2 separate regions of the Mus musculus genome follow, and region 2 is linked to region 1. Evidence: chromatin contacts called from public capture Hi-C data. All regions are on one chromosome and are shown on one strand. Each heading gives the region's core, a stretch centred on a gene start, on an enhancer-like site or on the middle of the called end of the contact. The rest is flanking DNA. Distances are from core to core; before and after follow the strand shown. Region 1 has its middle 69 kb from the start of Galnt13. Region 2 overlaps Galnt13 (polypeptide N-acetylgalactosaminyltransferase 13).

Region 1 (6,830 bases), core at 1,896-4,395:
CAACAGATTGGGAAATGATCTCTACATATCCTAAATCAGATAGGGGACTAATATCCAATATATATAAACAGGTCAAGAAGGTGAACTCAAGAAAATCAAATAACCCCGTTAAAAAATGGAGCTCAGAGCTAAACAAAAAATTCTCAGCTGAGGAATACTGAATGGCTGAGAAGCACCTGAAAAAATGTTCATCAGGGAAATGCAAATCAAAGCAACCCTGAGATTCTACCTCACACCAGTCAGAATGGCTAAGATGAAAAACTCGCGTGACAGCAGATGCTGGTGAGGATGTGGAGAAAGAGGAACACTCCTCCATTGTTGGTGGGATTGCAAGCTTGTACAACTACTCTGGAAATCAGTCTGGCAGTTCCTCAGAAAATTGGACATAGTACTGCCGGACAGCAATATCTCTCCTGGGCATATATTCAGAAGATGTTCCAACTGGTAAGAAGGACACAGGCTCCACTATGTTCATAGCAGCCTTATTTATAATAGCCAGAAGCTGGAAAGAACCCAGATGCCCCTCAACAGGAGAATGGATACCGAAAATGTGGTACATTTACACAATGGAGTACTACTCAGCTACTAAAAAGAATGAATTTATGAAATTCCTAGGCAAATGGATGGACCTGGAGGGCATCATTCTGAGTGAGGTAACTCAATCACAAAAGAACTCAAATGATATGTACTCACTGATAAGTGGATATTAGCCCAGGACCTTAGAATACCCAAGATACAACATACAAGCTGCAAAACACATGAAACTCAAGAAGAACGAAGACCAAAATGTGGACATTTTGCCCCTTTTTAGAATTGGGAACAAAACACCCATGGAAGGAGTTACAGAGACAAAGTTTGGAGCTGAGATGAAAGGGTGGACCATCTAGAGACTGCCATACCCGGGGATCCATCCCATAATCAGCCTCCAAAAGCTGACACCATTGCATTCACTAGCAAGATGTTGCTGAAAGGACCCAGATATAGCTGTCTCTTGTGAGACTATGCCGGGGCCTAGCAAACACAGAAGTGGATGCTCACAGTCAACTATTGAATGGATAACAGGGTCCCCAATGGAGAAGCTAAAGAAAATACCCAAGGAGCAAAAGGGGTCTACAACCCTATAGGTGGAACAACAATATGAACTAACCAGTACCCCTGGAGCTTGTGTTTCTAGCTGAATATGTATCTTTGGAAAGAGGCCCATCGGTCTTGCAAACTTTATATGCCTCCGTACAGGGGAATCCCAGGGCCAAGAAGTGGGAGTAGGTGGGTAGGGGAGTGGGGGGAAGGGTATGGGGGACTTTTGGGATAGCATTGGAAATGTAAATAAAGAAAATACCTAATTAATTTAAAAAACAGCTCTCTACATTTGTTGAGTTCCTTAAGTTCTCCCTGTATCAAGTGTCAGAGAAGTACAAGCACATATTCAGTTCCACCATCATCTATTAGAAGCACATAAACCTCAACAGGATATCCAGTCTGGATTGCTCTTTACTCGGCCTTTCTCTTTGGTGCTGGCAGATAAAGTCATGATGTACTGCCAGGGAGGCAGCCCTTTCTTGCACTCTGAGGAATGTCCCTATGCCAGAGCAGAGTTCAACCATTCACTTCCAATGCTTCCCCATATACCTGACAATGTGGTGGTGCATGTATCTCTGTGCAAGGGAATCATTTTGTATACAGGAAGTCTTACTGTCCACTAGACACACTGCCATCTCTAGGTTTCTGGGATACCATAAACTGGGAGAATTTGGGGCCAATTGCTGTACGAACAGAGAACAGATCAAATGGAGAGTGGAGAACATTTTCTCCCAGTGTGCAATGTATAAAAAATAATGTAAAGGGTTACCTAAGCTGGGATCCTGTATAATGCATTATTTAGTGAAATCTTTTCTAGGTTCCATAACTAAGCAAACTCTAGTGTTGGTATTCCACTGGGCATCAAGTTAGTTGATGAAATTCATGACAGAGTAACCAATTTAAGCTCTAATTTATTAATTACCATGGTAACCGATCTCTTATGAAAATAAAGATTATAGTTAAGCATAACAAAAGTTAGAACATAAATTTAAAACATTGCAAAGTACAGAAAAGAGTTGCAGCAGTATAAACTGTTTGAAATTCAACTCTTGCTTCCAGATAAGCACAGAGAATACTACTATAAAATGCATTTCTTTTGTTCTGTGGTTGTTTGCCAATTCTTTTGTTTCTAATGTAGTGAGGTGTGGTTTCATGAAGGAAAGGGTGAACTTGTTTCAAAGTAGTTTTGTTAGCATCATAATTAAGAAACAAAATTAATGACAATATCCCTGGATGTTTGGAATCATTTATCTCTTCTACTGTGGATTTAAAAATATTTTTTTCAAAATAATTTTAGCAAACAAATGTAAATATTAAGGGAGGAAAATTCATCTTCTACACCTTGGTTCAATGAGTTGAAAGATATGTTTCCATCATCAAATTCATTTTAGTTGTGTTTTTGAGGAATGGGAAAGAGTGATTTAATCTTTACATTTTATGTGATTTGCATTATCAAAGGATGAGTTAATAATGCATTTGATGAGCATTAACATGAAAAGTAGCACTCAGGCCACAATTAATGCTTTCTTTGTCAGCAGACAGAGGAGAAGCACATAACAGCCTAATGGAGGGTTTTTCAGATGTGCAATTGTTAGAAGCCACCCAACCTTTTTTTTTTTTTTTCGTCGTAAAAGCATCTAATGTTCAGTTGGAGAGAGCAAACATGTTCAGCAGCATTCCCATCAGGCTGTTAATCACTGTTAAATATGTGTATGTTGCGTTTCCATAAATGGTTAGAAGGGATGTCTTAGAGATGTCTGTGGTCTTAAGTGCTGAGCTGTAATCTGACCACAGGCCCCCCTTTTACCACTCCATGAACTCTCAAAGCCGTTTTCAATTTATCCGGGTCGCAGATCAACCATCCTAAAAATTAATTGCCCTTGGTCCACCAGTTTAATCTTAGGGATCCCTCTAGGACTGTCCTGTGAGTCTGCTTCCCATTTCATCTGCAGGCAGCTGGGCAAAGATCAGAGGCTAAAAGTGATTCCCCCAAAGAGCTCATCCTCTGCTGTCCTTTTGGTCTCTGGAAGTGCCTCATGAAAGAATTAGAAACCTCCTCCTGTGATCAGAGGCAAGTACTGCTGTGGGACCCAGTCACACCTTCAGAGAAGGAGCTTTGAGGTGAAGTAAAGAAAAAAATTTCAACATAAAGACAGGCAGCAAAATAGCTCTGCCATTTGACCTTACAGAGACTGGAGACTCGGGGCTCCTGTAGTAAAGGCTGGTGCACAATTATCTATACATCAGTAAGTAATCTACAAGTAGAACACTACCTGGCCCCAAAGTGATCAAGAATCCTTCCTATATTCCACTACCTCATCCTTCTGACCTATATCTTACCAGTTTCTAGAACCTGACTATTTGTGGGTCCAAATGTGATTACACAGTAGCTGTTAGAAATTAAGAATTTCCCTTGAATCAAAGAACTGCATGTTTCAACAAAGCTACGAATATTTGTTTATGCACTGAAAGGGTAGAGACCCTGTTATGTGTTATTTCTGTTTGATTTAAATTAGCATATGATTTGTTCTGTTCTATAGCATAGATCACCAGACAATAGCAGTTCAGGATTTGCTATGTGTTGCCTTTATCACATCACCAGATGAATGGAGAATGTGTAGTGAGGGAACAGTTTAGCATTCATTCAGAAAAACTATTCTGTTTCAATTAAATGATTCAACAAAAGTTACTCCTTTATAATAATAGGTCTAACACACTCATAGAACAATTACAGATACAAAGGAAGAGATTGGTAAATGTGCATGTTCAGAGTTATTCTTTTTATTCACTGTTTTAATCCTGCATTTTATATGGAGTCATGTCCTGAAATGGATGTTGTATCTACAGATATTGAAGCAATTACAGAAAAGTGGATTATGAAATCTGACAACTGTGGATTTTAAGTGATACAGACTAATAAATGTGTCCTAGTGGATTGCATAAAAAAAATACATTTGCAACTGAAAGGAAATAAAACTTGAGACCTGTGATTCATGTAATGTATGTCAAATAGCCCAAAGAGTTGTTTGTGAGCTTTGAAACCTGGGGCTGAGAACATAGCAGAACAGACCAGGACATGCCCGGGCAGGCCCATCGCCTCCCTATCTCCCACCCCTCTGACCTAAGTTAAATGTAAACAGGCTGCTGATGTTTAAATGGACCAATCATGTGAAACCTCGCCAATTCCTCCCCCAGCCTCACTCCTTTTCTATAAAAACCCCTAGCTTCCAAGCCTCGTGGTCTAATCCACTGTCTCCTGTGTGAGATACATTTTGACCCGGAACTCCGCCATTAAAATACCTCATGTTGTTACATCAAGATATTGTGCTCTGTTCGTGATTCTTGGGTGCACGCAGAATCGGGAGTTGAGTGGGGGTTTCCCCACTAGGTTCTTTCACAACCAGTTAGTTCTTTGCTCCTAATAAACAGAAGAGGGTTAAAAGAAGACTCCTGCAGAGCCAGCATTAAGGGAAAACGTTGCTTGCAGTATTATGGAGAAATTCTTTTATATACATAGTTATAATGATCATTAATTTTCAAACTACATTCTCAAAATTTATCATAGCATCTGGTATCTTTTCATGGTACACTTAATTAACACTTATAGATTTCCTACTAATCTAATACTTATATTTTACTTTTAACTGTAAAGCAGTTGAACTGTTTTTCTAGATTCTAATCAGCACTTAATTGAGTAGTATTAATGAATGTTTTAAAGATATAATCAATTCTCATATAGGACCAGATACACCGGTGCTTCGAAACCTCTTGGTCATGACCCCTTTTGGGAGGATCTGTCTTAGTTAGGGTTTTACTGCTCTGAACAGACAACATGACCAAGGCAACTCTTATAAGGACAGCTTTTAATTGGGGCTAGCTGAGAGGTTCAGAGGTTCAGTCCATTATCATCAACATGGGTACATGACAGCATCCAGGCAGTCATACTACAGGAGGAGCTAAAAGATCTACACTTTCATCTAAAGGCTGCTAGGAGAATATTGGCTTCTAGGCAGCTAGGATAAGGGTCTTAAGGCCCACACCCACAGTGACATACCTACTCCAATAAGAGCCATACCTTATAATTGTGCCACTCCCTGTACTGAGCATATACAAAGCATAACAATCAACTCCGTGGCACCCAGAGGCTTATTTCAACATGAGTCGGGGGGGGGGCACACCTAAACATAGCATAATGCAAAATACATTTAGTCCAACTTCAATAATCCCCGTGGTCTATAACAATTTCAACAGTGCTAAAAGTCAAAAGTTCCAAGTGTCTTCTGAGATTTATCCATTCAATTAAAAGTAATCCCTAAAAACAGACAGGAAACCAGATGGGATGACTCCAAACTCTGTATTTCCATGGCTGATGTCAAAGCACTCTTCAAATCTGAACGATTTTTTCATCTTTATTTGTTTTTTGTTTTTTCTTTTATTGTTCTTTTTTTTAATTAGGTATTTTCTTCATTTACATTACCAATGTTATCCCAAAAGTCCCCCCATACACTCCTTACCCCCCCCCTCCCAGTTCTTGGACCTGGCATTGCCCTGTACAGAGGCATATAAAGTTTGCAAGACCGATGGGCCTCTCTTTCCAATGATAGCCGAATAGGCAATCTTCTGATACATATGCAGCTAGAAACACCAGCTCTGGGGGGTACTGGTCAGTTCATATTGTTGTTCCACCTTTAGGCTTGCAGATCCCTTTAGCTCCTTGGGTATTTTCTCTACCTCCTCCATTAGGGGCCCTGGGATCCATCCAATCCACTTCTGTGTTTGCTAGGACCCGGCATAGCCTCACAAGAACAGCTATATCTGGGTCATTTCAGAAAAATCTTGCTAGTGTATGCAATCGTGTCAGCGTTTGGAGGCTGATTATGGGATGGATCTCCAGGTATGGCAGTCTCAAATTTTGTTTCTGTAACTCCTCCCATGGGTGTTTTGTTCCCAATTCTAAGAAGGGGCAAAGTGTCCACATTTTGGTCTTCATTCTTCTTAAATTTCAAGTGTTTTGCAGATTGTATCTTGTATCTTGGGTATTAAGTTTCTGGGCTAATATCCACTTATCAGTGAGTACATATCATGTGAGTTCTTTTGTGATTGGGTTACCTCACTCAGGATGATGCCCTCCAGGTCCATCCATTTGCCTAGGAATTTCATAAATTCATTCTTTTTAATAGCTGAGTAGTACACCATTGTGTAAATGTACCACATTTTCTCTATCCATTCCTCTGCTGAGGGACATCTGGGTTCTTTCCAGCTTCTGGCTATTATAAATAAGGCTGCTATGAACATAGTGGAGCATGTGTCCTTCTTACCAGTTGGGACATCTTCTGGATATATGTCCAGGAGAGGTATTGCTGGATGCTCCAGTAGTACTATGTCCAATTTACTGAGGAACTGCCAGACTGATTTCCAGAGTGGTTGTACAAGCCACTCCCACCGACAATGGAGGAGTGTTTCTCTCTCTCCACATCCTCGTCAGCATCTGCTATCAACTTAGTTTTTGATCTTAGCCATTCTGACTGGTGTGAGGTGGAATCTCAGGGTTGCTTTGATTTGCATTTCCCTGATGATTAAGGATGTTGAACATTTTTTTTTCAGGTGCTTCTCAGCCATTCAGTATTCCTCAGGTGAGAGTTTGCTTAGCTCTGAGCCTCAATTTTAGTGTGGTTATTTGATTTTCTGGAGTTCACCTTCTTGACCTCTTTATATATATTAATTAGTATTAATTAGTCCCCTATCTGATT
Region 2 (7,002 bases), core at 1,823-4,322, 570 kb after region 1:
TAGGAACAACAACAATTCACACCTTCATATTCTTTCTCACATAGTAATCTATTATATAGCTTAAAAGGGCAGTTTGCATTGTAAATGGTATGCACTGATTTATGAACCTATATATAATGTCAGTAACTGATTTTATAATAAACAAGTATCAAGAATAGAAAAGTCAGTAAGAACCTTCTTATAATCCAGAATTTTATATGAGAAAGAAAAATTGAGGCATTGTGTGTGTGTGAATGTGTGATTAGAAAGACCTTTTCACACTTTTTTTTCGCCCTGTCTGTGTCAAGTCAAAATGCTATTTCAAGAACAGTACTTTGTGACTAGAAGTATTTCCTTTTATAGTAGAAATTCTGTCCAGATGTTCACAGAGTTCAACAGAAAATGCAAAATCTGCAGGAAAGAAGTGACATTTATATAACCTTTACATATTACTTTGTTGGTATTTCTTGAATGGAATTCATTTCTTATAGAAATTTTTAAAGTACAATATAAATAAGGAACTAATGGAGGAAGGAAATGTATTATGAGGAATTATGTGAGGCTTGCATTAACAATGTGAGTGATTGGAGATCGTTGGAAAAATGTGCACTGAATTAATGCTCAGTGACCACCATGGGTGTCAAATAATGCTAGGGCAGTCTAAGAGGCCTTTCGTCTTCAGTCTCTGACAATTGAATGAAATGAACTGACAAGAAAAGAGGGCATATAAACACATTAATATGCAAGAGGAGTGAAACCTCACAGGACTGTGAACCTGCAATAAGTCCATATGATTTGAAAACCTCCATACCATTTTTTATAGGAGATGTGGGACAGTAAATAAATTTTAGAGAATTTCAAAGGACTGAAAAAACAGAATATAGGTAAATGTCCATTTAGCCTGTACACACACACACACACACACACACACACACATGCTGTTAGTATTCATGGATGGAACGTGATAACCAATGTTTTATTACAAAAGAATAAACTTGTTACTCTTGACATCATGAACACTGCTCTTGTGTTATGAGTTTAGTAATGAAAGTTTAGGGAAGGAAGCAGACTTGGCAGTTGCAGGTGGGAAGCTTTTAACCACTATAACTTAGATCAACTGTGAATAAAGCTTATCTCTGTCCTGGTCCAGGGAATGACAGTTGGGAGACAAGTTTTGGACTCATTTTTAAAGTTATTTTAATTTGTCCCATATCAAACTGCTTTACTAATAAATGTCTTATTTGTGGGATATTGATTTTAAAACCTCAGTATTAGATATTTTTTATAATTTTTAATTGAAAAATGAAAAAGAAGGGCAACTGTTTTACAAACAGCATAGAAATGGTCAGTTTCAGAGTTTATACGATGTCGTTTCTATGTGAACTAAGAAGTTGACACTAAAGAGCAGAGCTGATTGTGTGACCTGGGCAGAGCCCATTTCCCACCACATTCATGAGCCCCTGGGATGCTCTTGTTCTTACTACCCAGGCTTGTACCCTAGCACTAGTGACAAAGGACATGGACAGAATGAACTGTTATCACCCAAGAATTTTAACAGGGCCATTGAACTTAGGGAAAAGGGCAATCTGTTTCCAAAGGTAGAAACTAAAGAAATTATGATATGTAAATAGGAAAAGGAGAATTTAAGTAGGTCAGAAGCTAGATCTGGATTACTCCAAACAAAAGCAAAATATGGCAGGCTACAGATCACCCTCAATCAGATAGTTAAAATATTCAAGAAGCTAGCAATGAGTCATTTTCATGATAAAGATCTTTGCCATTACTTAATTATGCTATAGATTATGATGTTTTCTACAATTTAAAAGTCAGAATCACAAAAGTAATCATTATTTTCTTGAATGATGAATGTTTGACTCTGTGTGTCCTATGGCAATAAATGGATTTCAAAAATGGAAATACATGCATGCCTAAAATTATATCATCCACTGTCAGATATATATGCTTTAATTGATATAGACCCAGCCCACTGAGAAGTACAATCCCCAAGTCATTGGAATTGTACAAGTGAGGAGAAGTCAAGCAAGCAAGCAGACAGGCAGGCAGGCCAATGTATTTCTCTCCACTCCTGAACATGAATGAAGCGTGACGATCTGCTTTGAGGTCCTACCACTGTGACTTCCTGCTATGATGATCTGTAACCTGAAAGACTAAGACACCTTTGTACCCTAGGCTGTTTTCTGATCAGGGTATTGTGTCATAGCAATGAAAATGAAGTCAACAGGAAGACCGTGGGCAATCCACCTTTAGCATTTATACTGTCATGTTATCTTTATTTACTTATCTCTCTGGGTAAAGTCCTTTCAGATTTATGTTCCTAATAATTACAAATTTCCCTACAGCTTTGTAGAGCTTAAAAAGATTTGTTGGATAGTTTAAAGAACTAACAGATAAGAAATGCATTTTGATGGGAGTCCCTTGGTTTTGTTTTCTGTTGACTTACCTTTCTATACATGTCCCACTTAGACCAAGGAATCACATCACTACCTCTGTCCATCCTCTCATATCCACAAACAGATTAAATACCCACATATGCCTGGAAAGAATGTCCAACTGCTTCGTATGTGGCCTGTCTTTATAATTTTTACATAATGTAAGAATATAATAGAACTACACTGACAAGGGCAAGCCTCGGCTTGGTCAGGGGTCCCAAGGAAAGGGTGTTTGTAAACTGGATGTCAATCATGGGTACAATCTGACAGCTCTGTCATCTGCTTGAGATAGCTCTTGGCTCTACAGTCTATTCAGGATGACTTTCTATACTCTCTTGCAAGAAAAAATTCTACAAGCTCTTGGATAGCTCATGCATTTTCTGACCAAAGTTTAAAAAAAAAAAAAGAAAAAAAAAGCTGCTCCAAAAAAGAAAGAACAAAAACCAAACAAACAAACAAAAAAACAAAAAACAAAAAACAAAAAAACAAAAACAAAAAAACAAAACAAACAAAAAAGTCTAAAGCCAGTGTAACAGCTCTCTAGGATAGCTTTTAGGTTTTCTGAAAATTCTAGAGGAGCTGTAATCACTCTCCAGGCAGTTCTCTCTGGATAGTTCTCTCTTGCAAACCAAAGCCTTTATTTACATATCAATTCAATCCTCCATTCCAGGTTCTCTTTGTGACTTTAGCTCCTTGATTCTTAGAAAAGACAATTGTTTAACAAAGTGGTGAATTCAGAGATATGCCTGCCTTTGTAAGCACAGACAAGAAGGTAGCAAGATCTACTCTGAGATCACCATTCTGGCCCTGCCTGGGCCTAAGCTAGCTCTACCCCAGGCTGACCCTGAACTGAAGAATCTGTCTGTTTTTGTAAGCACAAACAATAAATTTAGCTGGGTAGGATCTTGGCCTGCAATCATTATTTCCCAAATCTTTTTATCTTTTTTTAAATAAAGTATTTCTTCATTTACATTCCCAAAGTCCCCCATACCCTCCCCCACCCACTCCCACTTCTTGGCCCTGACATTCCCCTGTACTGAGGCATATAAAGTTTGCAAGACCAAGGGCCCTCCCTTCCCAGTGATGGCCGACTAGGGCCTCTTCTGATACATATGCTAGTTCCTTAGTATCTTTCTGATAAGCTGGCTCATAGTGCAGTTACCTGTGTTCTTTTAGGTATATGAAGCCCCTCATGTAATTCATATTGCATCCTTATATTTTGCGTAGTTGAGAAATTATAGTTTTTTAAAGTCATGTTTTCAAAGCTTTTTCCCACAGCCTTATAGGCTGTCCTGAAAATGACAGTGTTCACCATTTTTGCTGAAGACATTAAACACACCCTTGCCTTCCAGACTGGACTCATGCTGTTTCTAATCTTGATGTCATTAACTTTGGCAGGAAAAATATCTCCAGAGGGAGGACCATAAAGTAAATTATCAAGTCTTGTGCCTAACAACCATCAACACTCTTGGAGGCTCATATCCTGCTGGCTCTGCTCCAGGAGGAGGAGGTGTGATACACACCTCTTCTGCCATGCAGGACTGGACACTTCACTTAATGCAACCCTCCTCACTATAACTAATTCAAAAATTTTAAAGATACAAAGCAGCTTAATACAAGTCTCTTAAATATATAAAACAAAGCTACTTTTACGTTTGTTGATTTCTATGTTTTCTGAGTCCTGATTTGCTTAATGTCTGAAGAGCTCTGATTCTGTGAAAAGCTACACATGCAAACTGCTTTTATCTGTTTACTCTACTGTTTATTTTATGTCCTTGTTCTATTGGCCTCCACTCACTTTGGCTACTTTGAAAGCATGAGAACTAATTTCTATCTGTACCTGGAGTTTAATGAGGAGCAATTACACTTTGGAGCAGTGTTAAGAATAGTTTCTAGCAAGTGTTTAGTGTGCTTTCTGTCTGTCTTCTTAAAGATGCCAATACTCTGTCTAACATCATGGATTTTAAAGCCCATAGGCCCTTAAGTCCTGAGGCAGTTTTTACTAGTAATTGGGCTTTTTCCACTAGAGCCAATCTGATGGCCCTAGCAAATCCTTTTAAATGAAGGGATGTAAGTAAAAATCACTCTTCACAGAACACTCCTTGTAAATGCACATGTTCTTTTCCTTCCTGTTGGTCACAAGCATAACTTTTAGGAACGTGAAAAGCAAGTATAATCATAAAACCACATCTTTGAAACAGTTGCTTTTCGATTAACATTGATTTCCTTTCTTTGGGGAGGTGGCTTTCCAGCTGTATGTCAACAGTCATGGTGACTAGGGCCAGCTATCTGAATATTACCCCTGGGTTCTCCTTTTCTCAGCTGACAGTTTATGATCTTTCCTTGAACAAAAATAAAGGGGAAATTAAATAGGGAGGGTCTAGGAATCCACCTCTAATGTTTTTATGGAAACAGCATATCTTCTTCAGCAATATTGGAGTAATATGATTTCTATTACAGGCAAGAAAAAAATCCATATTTAGAAAAGATCTTGGGGTTCTCTTTGAAAGTTAGCACTTGAGAGAGAGAGAGAGAGAGTCACCCTACCAAAGGCATATTTGAATATTATCAGCAGGTCACTGTTGAATTTGAAGATCTGTATGTTTTTTTTGATAACAATAAATGATAGGTATTTATACAACTCATTTTCTTTGAAAAGTGGTAAAAATGTGTTTTTATAACCACTGGTTTAACATTTTCAGGAAAATGTACAGTATGAAAATTTTTATTAGTCTAGTAATAATTTTGTTAATTGTCTTAACATGAACTTCTCAGTAAAGACTGTAATATTTCGGGGAGAGGAGAATAGTTTTGGTGAATTTTGATTTTTTTCATTAAATAGTTTTCCACAACAGCAAATCTGATCCAAAACTGATTGTGTCTGACTTGATGATGAGAAAATGATTAATCATTTCATTGTGTTCTAGTTTGATAGCGGATGTTTATTAATCTTTGTAGTACCTTAAGAAACAAAATTTGGCCGGGTGGTGGTGGCACACACCTTTAATTCTAGTACTTGGGAGGCAGAGGCAGGCAGATTTCTGAGTTCAAGGCCAGCCTGGTCTACAAAGTGAGTTCCAGGACAGCTGGGGCTACACAGAGAAACCCTGTCTTGAAAACAAACAAACAAACAAACAAACAAACACACAAACAAAAGAAACAAAATTTTGAAACATGTATGAGAGGTGGCTTTTCATGTTGCTGAATGTTCCATCAAAAGTTTTGAATTTTTAGTTATGTGTGGCAGTGGGTTAGCTTTAGTTTTCAGTTCTTTTGTTGTTTAGCTATATTTGAATTATGGCTTTTTAAATGAATTTTTCTAGTTCTTTAATATTTTCTGCAATGTGCTTTATCATATTTACATTACCCCCAAATTCCTTCTAAAACAATCCCTTTTCTTTTTCTTTTTCTTTTTTGTTTTGTTTTGTTTGTTTGTTTGCTTGGTTTTTTTGTTTGTTTATTTTGTTTTGTTTTGTTTTTGAGACAGAGTCTCTCTGTACATAGCCTTGGCTGTCCTTGAACTCACTCTTGTAGACCAGGCTGGCCTCAAACTCAGAAATATGCCTGTCTCTGCCTCCCAATTGCTGGGATTAAAGGCGTGTGCCACCACTGCCCTGCCAATCTCCCTTTTCTATTCACTCATACTTGTGTCCTCCTTTTTGTTTTTTTTTACACATTGCAAGTCCAATTTCTGTTACCCATATATTCATGAATATTGACTTTTCAGTGAAGCCTGGTTAACTTACAAGGGCTTACATTCCTATAGAAAACCATTTACCCCTCTTTTATAAGACAGTGATTGCCAATAGCTCTTTGGCTAGAGATATGACTACATATATTGGCAACTCCCCTCTCTATGTTGAGATATAGTCTGACTTGTGCTTGTGCAGGTCTTGTGTGGGCAGTCACAATCATACTGAATTCAGATGTCTATCCATGCAGCCTGTTGTGTATAGAAGACATGTATGCATCTTATGAAGCTTTCTTAGCATTAGTTAGTTTTCCTAATGAGTTTTTTGAAATCCTGAATTTTATAGAGGAGAAAGTATGGAGTGTACTTGAACTTATTGGCACAGGGAAGGGATTTCTGACTAGGAACAGAATGTCAGAGCAAGCTACATGATCGCCTGGATCTTCCTATCTTTCCACCCTCTCTTCTGGATTTAGTGATTTTTTTTTCTTTCTTGCAGCTAGTTCTTAAACTCTAGAATCATTAAATCAACCCTCAATATTTCTCCATCCTGGATTTTGCTTATATGCCTTTCTTTATCACCATCTCATTGGGTTTATTTGCATTGTTCCTAATGAGTCAACAATTTCTTCAGTTATCTTTATTGTTGACATTTGGATTTTTTTCCTGGGAAGAAAGCTTTCCTAAATATTTTAAAACTAATAATCTTGATTCAATTGCTTTTGGGTATTTTATCACTTTATGGATTCATAAATCTTTACATATTTTGGCAATGAAATAATATATGTTACTAAATATTTACCTTAAATATTTATGTATATTCAATTGTTGGCAAAACAGGATTTTAAAATAATTTATGTGTTAAAATATATCTATTTTAAA

What was found. Capture Hi-C pulls out chosen DNA fragments and counts their contacts.
Region 2: a capture Hi-C map of embryonic stem cells shows a contact between it and region 1, with 4 times the contacts expected there. The contact joins two enhancer-like sites. A contact is called at or near these places in 1 of 115 datasets of contacts at active chromatin or transcription factors (embryonic stem cells) and 1 of 9 other capture datasets (embryonic stem cells).

The regions. Positions count from the first base shown.
Region 1 is chr2:54,364,151-54,370,980 of GRCm38.p6, forward strand. No RefSeq gene overlaps it. Among named protein-coding and RNA genes, the nearest start is that of Galnt13, 69 kb to the right of the region's middle. Within about 2 kb of position 3,146, at least 5 of the 459 cell types and tissues checked have an H3K27ac peak or open chromatin away from gene starts, as enhancers often do. A contact at or near this core is called in embryonic stem cells, where this site is marked.
Region 2 is chr2:54,934,394-54,941,395 of GRCm38.p6, forward strand. The region is part of intron 9 of Galnt13 (polypeptide N-acetylgalactosaminyltransferase 13); the gene reads left to right. Among named protein-coding and RNA genes, the nearest start is that of Kcnj3, 500 kb to the right of the region's middle. Within about 2 kb of position 3,073, at least 7 of the 459 cell types and tissues checked have an H3K27ac peak or open chromatin away from gene starts, as enhancers often do. A contact at or near this core is called in embryonic stem cells, where this site is marked.